Linked DNA regions of Sus scrofa: region 2 is linked to region 1. Evidence: chromatin contacts called from public Hi-C data. All regions are on one chromosome and are shown on one strand. Each heading gives the region's core, a stretch centred on a gene start, on an enhancer-like site or on the middle of the called end of the contact. The rest is flanking DNA. Distances are from core to core; before and after follow the strand shown. Region 1 holds the start of CITED1 (Cbp/p300 interacting transactivator with Glu/Asp rich carboxy-terminal domain 1). Region 2 overlaps HDAC8 (histone deacetylase 8).

What was found. A called contact is a pair of places that touch in the nucleus more often than the background predicts.
Region 2: a Hi-C map of epiblast stem cells shows a contact between it and region 1, with 2.9 times the contacts expected there. The contact joins the enhancer-like site here to the promoter of CITED1 in region 1. A contact is called at or near these places in 3 of 5 promoter capture datasets (fetal liver, fetal skeletal muscle and liver), 5 of 47 Hi-C or Micro-C datasets (embryonic fibroblasts, epiblast stem cells, fetal heart ventricle and 2 more) and 1 of 2 datasets of contacts at active chromatin or transcription factors (skeletal muscle).

The regions. Positions count from the first base shown.
Region 1 is chrX:58,183,118-58,187,036 of Sscrofa11.1, forward strand. CITED1 (Cbp/p300 interacting transactivator with Glu/Asp rich carboxy-terminal domain 1) reads right to left here and starts at 1,661. Exons shown (of 3, transcript NM_001037964.1): 1 at 1,203-1,661.
Region 2 is chrX:58,421,833-58,425,555 of Sscrofa11.1, forward strand. The region is part of intron 4 of HDAC8 (histone deacetylase 8); the gene reads right to left. Among named protein-coding and RNA genes, the nearest start is that of HDAC8, 27 kb to the right of the region's middle. Within about 2 kb of position 1,734, at least 2 of the 83 cell types and tissues checked have an H3K27ac peak or open chromatin away from gene starts, as enhancers often do.

The DNA.
Region 1 (3,919 bases), core at 411-2,910:
AACTTGCCCAAGGTCACCGCGCTAAAAAGTGGCGGAGCTGGGATTCGCGGCCAGGTCTGTCTGCCTCCAAGTCCGGCGCTCGGCAAGGCAGGGACTCCGTGCTCTGCCCGGCCCCGCCGCCGGCGTTTATAGGGAGAGGGGTGTGTGCGTGGGTGTGCGTGTGTGTGTGGGCGTGAGTGTGGGGGAGAGCAGAGGTCGACCCGGTAGTAGAGGCAAGTTGCCCGAATTCGCTAACTTCCATCCCGCAATTCCGCTGAAACTCGGCCCGAAAAGCCCCTCTCGCCTCCAGCCCCCAAAGGAAACCTGAGCTTTGTGCAGCCCCGGAGCCGGAGCGTCCAGATGCGGTCCGGGCGATTAGCAAAGTCGGTTGAAGCCAAGCTGGAGAAAGCGCGGGCGCAGGGAGAAAAGGTGCTGCCGTCTCCCCAGGAGAAGCGGGCGCCCGGCCCGACTGGCCGGCAGGCGGGCGCGCTGGCGAGCGAACCGGCTCGCTGGCTGGCGGGCGGGCGGGCGGCCCCTCCGCCCCCAGCAGAGCAGCTTTCAAACAGAAAACAAGTCTCCCAGAGCCCCCCGGCCCGCCCGTTCGCCGCCCGCTCCCTGCGCCTGCTCCACTGGAGTCTCTGGCCCCGCCACCCAGCCCAGCGCCCAGCCCGGCGGCCCGGCTTACCTCCGTGGAGCCGCCTGCCCTGGGGAGAGGGAAGCGCGGAGCCGGGTGAGCCGCGGGCGCAGCGGCGGAGCCCCCAGCCCCTGGCACGCACGCCGCCACCGCCGCCGCGAGCCGGTCGCGCTCAGTGCCACCCGACCCCGGGGCGCCTGGGAAAAGCCCGCACCGCCGCGCCACGCCGCCGCCGCACCGCACCGCACCGCACCGTGCCGCGCCAAGCAGCCCCGGCCCGCGCCCGTGCCCGCCCGCCCGCCCGCAGCTTCGGCGCCTGACTCCGAGGCGGTGGCGGTGGCGGCCACCGCGCTCCCTTCCCGGCGCGGGGGAACCGGCTCTCAAGCCCCCATTGCCGCCCGGAGAGCCCTGACGCACACGCACACGGCAGCAGGCTGGCCTCGGCTAGGAATCCCAGGAAGGACAGACCCTTTCCCCCCTTTTTCTCGCTCCCCCCAATTTCCACGTCTTTATAACCGGCTTATGGCATTATTAGCACATGTCCTGGCTCGTGGGCGAGTTGGTGGCAAAATCTGAACTGGATACTCACCGAGGGCCAGAGCGGGTGCTGTGCCTTCCTCTGCCCTCTTTCTCCTCGCCAGGAACGGCCCTTCGCCGGCGGGCGGTGGGCAGGCAGCCGGGTGGAGCGAGCCTCCTCTCGGCAGCTCAGCGGTGCCCCTTCTGCAGCTGTGCCGCTGGGAACATTTTATAGCGGCGGCTGGCGTGTGTGGCCCTTTAAAGGCGCTCGAGTTGGTGCAGTCACCGCGGATCGTGTGAAAGCGAAGGGCCGGCTGGGGAACGGAGTCCGAGCAGCCCCGCGGGTCCGGCTGCGCCGGGAACCGGCCACGGTTCCCTAGGTGCAGCTGACGGGCCCAGGCCGTGGGCACCCTGAGCCCAGCGTCCCCGGCCGACGCCTGCGCTTCTAAAGCGAGTGGGGGCCCGGGCCCGGGGCACCGTCTCTCCCCACCGCCCTGCATGGACTTGCCCAATAAATTCCACTTAGTAATTTCGCTGAGGCGAGGGAGAGCTGTTAGTGTCTGTTTTCTGACCTAAATCTAGAGGGTGGCCAGAGCAGGCTTCATGGGGTTGGGGGGAGAGCTATAGGTTCAGGAAATGACCCGGGGGAGGGGGACGCACCCGGAGCGGGGGCTCGAGGAGCATGGTTTGGGTTTTCTGCAGGGCTTTCTCAGAGCCTGTCTGTCCCCTTTGGGCTGCACCATCTCCCTGGTTGAAGGGCCGAAGCTGGGAGGCGGGAGACCCTTTTCCCTTAAAGTTGCCAGATTCTGGGCAGATCCGCTTTCAGGGCCTATCCAGCCCGCAGCCGTGGCTTTCCTCGAAGGCCTGAGCTGTGGTTGGGGTCGAGGGATTCACTCTTGTGGTCATCCAGGACTGAAGGAGGCTGACGGGTTGCGACGTGGAGGTAATGTCTCGGATCGTGGGGCCAGGTGCAGCTCACGAGTCTCGGCCAAAAGGCCAAGAACAGGCAACAGGGTATGAAGAGCTTGCCCCAGGACTCCCCGGGAATCCTCCTGCCCTCCCAGTATGCCAGGTTATTTGATTATGATTATATAATCATTCCCAGGTGACAAGAATAACATTTTGCATTAGGAGCACATCTTTCTTGGGTTAGGATGATATCTCACAAATCTTTTTGGAAAAAAAAGATCCAAATCTTCTCTTTCAGTTCATGCTCCTTGTGGCCAAGTTCCCATCTCACCTCTTACAAGAAGGCCACCAGGATTACCCTTCTACCAAACTCCCTTTCAGCAACAGCTGTTCAGTTTCCAGTGTTTATAAAACATGTCCTTAAAAAAAAAGTTCTGATGTTAAGAAAAAAAGGAGGGAATGTCATGTTGTTATTTTCACTATGTATTCTATTTTCTTAATCTGGTTTGAAGACCTAAAGGGCTTTTCCTTTTTTCCCTTCCTTCTTTCCCTTTCTCTCTCTCTCTTAAGTACCCCCTGCATTTGCTCTTTGAACAAAGTTCTGTTTGTTGTTGGACTGACCGGTTTACTTAACATAAAGATGGGGAGCAAACAGAGGGACAGATCAAGGCCCTTACTTGAAGCCTAGAGGAAGCTGGGCTGAGGGCTCTGAACACCAGGTAAACCCATTCCCCAGCTTCCAAAGCTACCTTGCTGTCTCCATTCCTTCCCCTCACCCCGCCCCAACACAAACCACATCCCACACACCATGGCTGCACTTTCTCACTTTGTACAAAGTGCCCGGTTTCCTTCTGATAAAAGGCGGGATGTGCCGGGACCCTAAAACCCTACAGAGTTTGCATGTGAAATACACCCCCAAGCCATCTTGGTGTTTGCCTGATGTGAGAGACCCTGGACTTTCGAACTCTGTTTTGCTAATTTGGACCTCCGACTTTTCCTCCTTCTCAACCCCCGCTCTGGAGCGGGTCTGGAAACCACGGCCGCGTCTCCGCTGCAGGCTCCGGATCCGGGAGGTAGCGGATCCGCCCTCCATCTATTGGATGGCTCCCAGGCCAATTGTTAGAAAGAGGCATATGTTCATCTCGGCTTCTGGAGTGTCTCCGGAGCAGTTGCTCAACAGCCAGCCCCCTCCCCCATCCGGACCATTGAAGGGCAGAAAAAGGAGCGCCCTCCGTCACATTTTCTGTGCCCACATGCCAGAAAGGGTCTTCCTACTGGCGACTTCCTGTCATCTCCACTGTCCACCTCCTGGGGAGCAGGAAAGAGAGGGGCTTCTAGCACTCGGCTTTGGAGCACAAAAGCCCCCCCCTTTCCATTGGGGGGCAGATGGAAGGGGAGGTTAGTTGCAGAGGCAGGGAGAGAGCAAAGGAGACATTTGCATTTTTCTGCAAATAAGCCCTGGATCACTGACTTTCCAGTCGGTTCCAGCCGAGCTCAGAGCTCTCCGCTGAACTCTTATCTCTAACTTGGCAACTAGACCGCGAGCTCGCGAACGGAGGAGAGGACAGGGATGAACCCACCAAGAACCTTCTGTGTGCCAGCATTGGACCTGGCATGTTCGCATCCATCATCTCATTTGATTCTCACGCCCTGCGAGGTAGAGCTTATCAAAGGTGAAACGATGTCCCAGAGATTTGCCTAAATTCACACAGCCAGGAGGCCCGGTGTTTGAATCCAGTTTAGGCTGACTGCAGAGCCCTCACCTTCACCCCTGCACTTTGCTGCCTGGGAGGGTAAGGAGGTATCTAAACTATGGTCATGCGTACAGGTTCAGGGCTAAGTCCGCCCGGGTTTAAATCCCTATTCTGCCAGGTACTAGCT
Region 2 (3,723 bases), core at 484-2,983, 240 kb after region 1:
TTCTAATCCTCCCTTAGTACCATCATGTCTCTTCTTCTCTCTAGACAGTGCTCATAATCCTGCTTTTATGCTTTGGCCTACATGTAAATCTACACAGGTCATATAGTGCTTCAAAAAATCAGGAAAATAAAATTATTGAAATCTGCTCTGTATGTTAGTATACAGACTCTATTGTAAAATATACATATTTTACAAATGGTATTACTAAGCTAAAACTTGTAGCAGACATATTCATAAAAAGTTATGCGATAACTGACTCTTTGCGAATCAAACTTGAATTCACCAGAAACGTTAATTTAAGGAAATCAGTGGGTGAATCCTGTCATAGTGAAGCTTCTTCTATAAAATGAGTTCTCCATCCAATCCCTGTATCTATCCATTTGGCAACATGCTTTTTTGTTTAATTTCTTACATTTTCTTAAATTGGAGTACACCTGTACTTGGACGTTTAAGACAATGCTGAAATTACTATTAGGACACATTGGCTTTCCTTTCTTCTCTGCTTAGTATAATGATCCAGGGAAGGAAAAATGAACAAATTCTAGCTTGTGTCATTATAGCTTATGACTGGTTAACATATTATATAATCAGATGTTTCCATGCTTAATGTCCAAACCTCGTCATTTCTTCTGTAGGCTCCCTTTTCTAACACCCTGTTCACTACTCCTGCGGCCAGTTCATGTTGCTGTCTCTTGTGAGAACTGACTCAATGACTTTTACAGATCAAGAGTTTCTGTGTTTATTTATAACACCATTGTTTCCTCTGTCAAAGAGGGAGACTGAAAAACCAGAAATCCTTCTGTAATGTGATTTCATAGTTGCAAGTCCTCTTAGAGACTTCCACGTTTCAGTGATAGAAACTGAGGAAGGACCTTGGTCTCTCTGCTTCATTTTCTGACTTATCAAAAAGTTCCTACCTTAACCTACACCTCCTTGACAGAAATGTTATCATCATAAGTTTAAATAAAGGCATTTGTAAAAGATCCAAAGTACTAACTATCCTAATTATCTAAGTCACAATTTTCCCTTCATTAAGACCCCAGTTTTAAATTAACAGAGCTAAATAAATCAGCTTTGTGCACACCTGCTTCTCACCACATAAAACAGGCACACAAAAATACATGCACCTGATTGTGGGAAACCAGAAATTAGTTCTACATAACGGATTTTCTTTCAACCACCTACTCTACATTTATAGTCCACTTTAAGGGCTCTAAGCCTAGAGTTGGCAGCTCTAAGAACAGTGAGATCAGTTTGTCTACAGTTGTTCCCAACCTTTTTTGGCTCTGGTACACCTACACTTGCTTCCAAAAATATACCCCACAGTCTGGTGCTCAATGGAATGAAAATCTTTCCTGAGCTAATAGGATATAAAACAGAGAAAGCAATGGACATAGTTCTGCATTTTAGAGTACCCATAACAACACAGTGAGGCAAACCAGTACAAATGGTGCAGGTGACCCAGTCTTTACAGCAAAAGGGACTTTGGACTGTTTTTCTCAAAGGTGGTAAAGATTTACACTTACCAGTCTGCATCCCCCAGTCTGGCTTCCCTTGCATCCGAGGATATGCTTTTGAAGAGATGGACAGCCAGTAGATAGTGTGGCCAATAGCACTACCATCAGTGAAAACTAACTGGTTTGTACAAGGACAAAAATCCTGGTCTTGGCCCTACTAGCATTGTGTTCTAACTGCCTGAGCTAAATAGCCACTGACATTGCCTATGAGAAAACCAACCTTCGTCAGAAACAAAAATGCACTTGAGTACTAACACAGATAAATTGTTCAGTCTCCATGACCTGAGTTAAACCTTAAGCCCATTCCAAAGCTGCCACCTAATATGGTGGGAAAAACCTTTACCTGAATAATTTGAAAAGTTTCATAATTTGTACTGTCCCTCCCAATAATTAATTTTATTCCATGTAAAATGTTTGAATTCCAACTATTTACATCACATTTCCTACAGCTAGCATGCAATTCTGAGAAATTTTTAGTAAACATTGATATTGTTTATATGAAATAAGCCTTGAAGGGCAAACAGAAGTCTCTAAAGTTAATTGGGGCACCTTCTTTACAGGTATATATCTCTCCTATAGGAAATACATAGAAAGGAATTCCTGGTCAAAGCATTAATGAGACCTTAACAACCTTCGAGATACCTCTTAGGGGAAATTCTAATAATCTCCTAGAGAAGTTTTATTAGTTGTCTGGAATAAAGTCCATAATTACAACTTGACTCAATCCACCTTGTATGATCTATAATTACTGTTATATTAAAGTACATCAGGCAAGATTAGTGATTTCAATTCCTCTCAATTTACACTTTACCTTGATTTGCCCCCAGCCTCCAGAGAGTTTAAAGAGCCATTTTCTTACTAAAGTCCAAAGACAATACACAAAAGGCATGGAAAAGAAAGATTCTCAGAAGAAAAATCCACCCAATTCTAGCAAAGACTAGCTAGGAAGTGAATGTAGCTTACTAGCACTCCAACTAAATTTAGTGGTATTGATTGTATAAGAATCTGTGTGGGTAGTGGGATTAAATATTTGAAAACATAATGGAAAAAATATAAAGCTGAGTTTTATCTTAATAATAAACTCAATGATAATTCAGTGATAATACAGTTTATATTAAAGACGAGTTGAGGTAGAAAATTAAGATAAAGCTATGTGGCTCTATCTAACTTTCAGTCCTTCCTCTTTTTTCTCACAGAATTCTTGGTCCTTATTTTTAATCAGAAAAACTGAGAACAAGCCTCTCACTACAGTTCAGACAGTAGGAAGAAATAGCAAGTCATCGCTTCTTGGCCTTTTGGCTAAGATCAAGTATAGAAAAATAGAGCAAGTCAGACCAGTTAATTCTAGATACACACTTTGAATTTGCACCTTCAATTTTCTTTTAAGTTTTCTGAGAAAAGATGAGACCAGCAAGGGTTTGGTGAGCATGGACAATAGATTGAAAGACTTACTCAAAGTGCACACAGTTTCAGAAAAATTCACCAGTGCTGTAGATACTTGCCCTGCTCTAGCAAGGACCAGCTTCAGGAATTATTCAGATTTGTTATAAAAATTGGTGCTTAAAAGAACAATAAACACAGCCTACATGTCTCAGGCTATTTGAAATGATGCCTTTAAATAGACTGAAAAACATTAAAATGTATAAAACAGACTGAAAAATATATACTACTGAATATTACTTCTAGCACTTCTACTCAAAACTTGTCCAGGTCATCAAAAACAAGGAAAGCCTGAGAAAATGTCACAGTCTAGGGGAGCCTAAGGAGACATGACAACAAAATGTATCCTTCATGGGGTCCTGGGACAGAAGAAGGACATTCGGCAAAAAATAACAAAGTGTGAATAAACTATGAATCATATCAATATCAGTTCATTAATATTAACAAATGTATTAGAGTTCCCTGGTGACCTAGTGGGTTAAGGATCCTGTGTTGTCACCACTGGGTTCAATCCCTGGCCCAGAAACTTTCACATGTTATAGGTACAGCCAAACAAATAAATAAACAAATAACAAATGTATTCTATTCATGTAAGATGTTAATAATAGGAGAAACTGGGTATGGGGTACATGGAAACTCTACTTTCTGCTCAATTTTTCTGTAAATCAAAAACTATTCTTAAAAAAAAAGTTTATTAAAAATGTACTATATTTCTTAGGCTTTGAGGGCCTAGCCATGGGCCTGAATCAAGGGCACTCGGAGACTT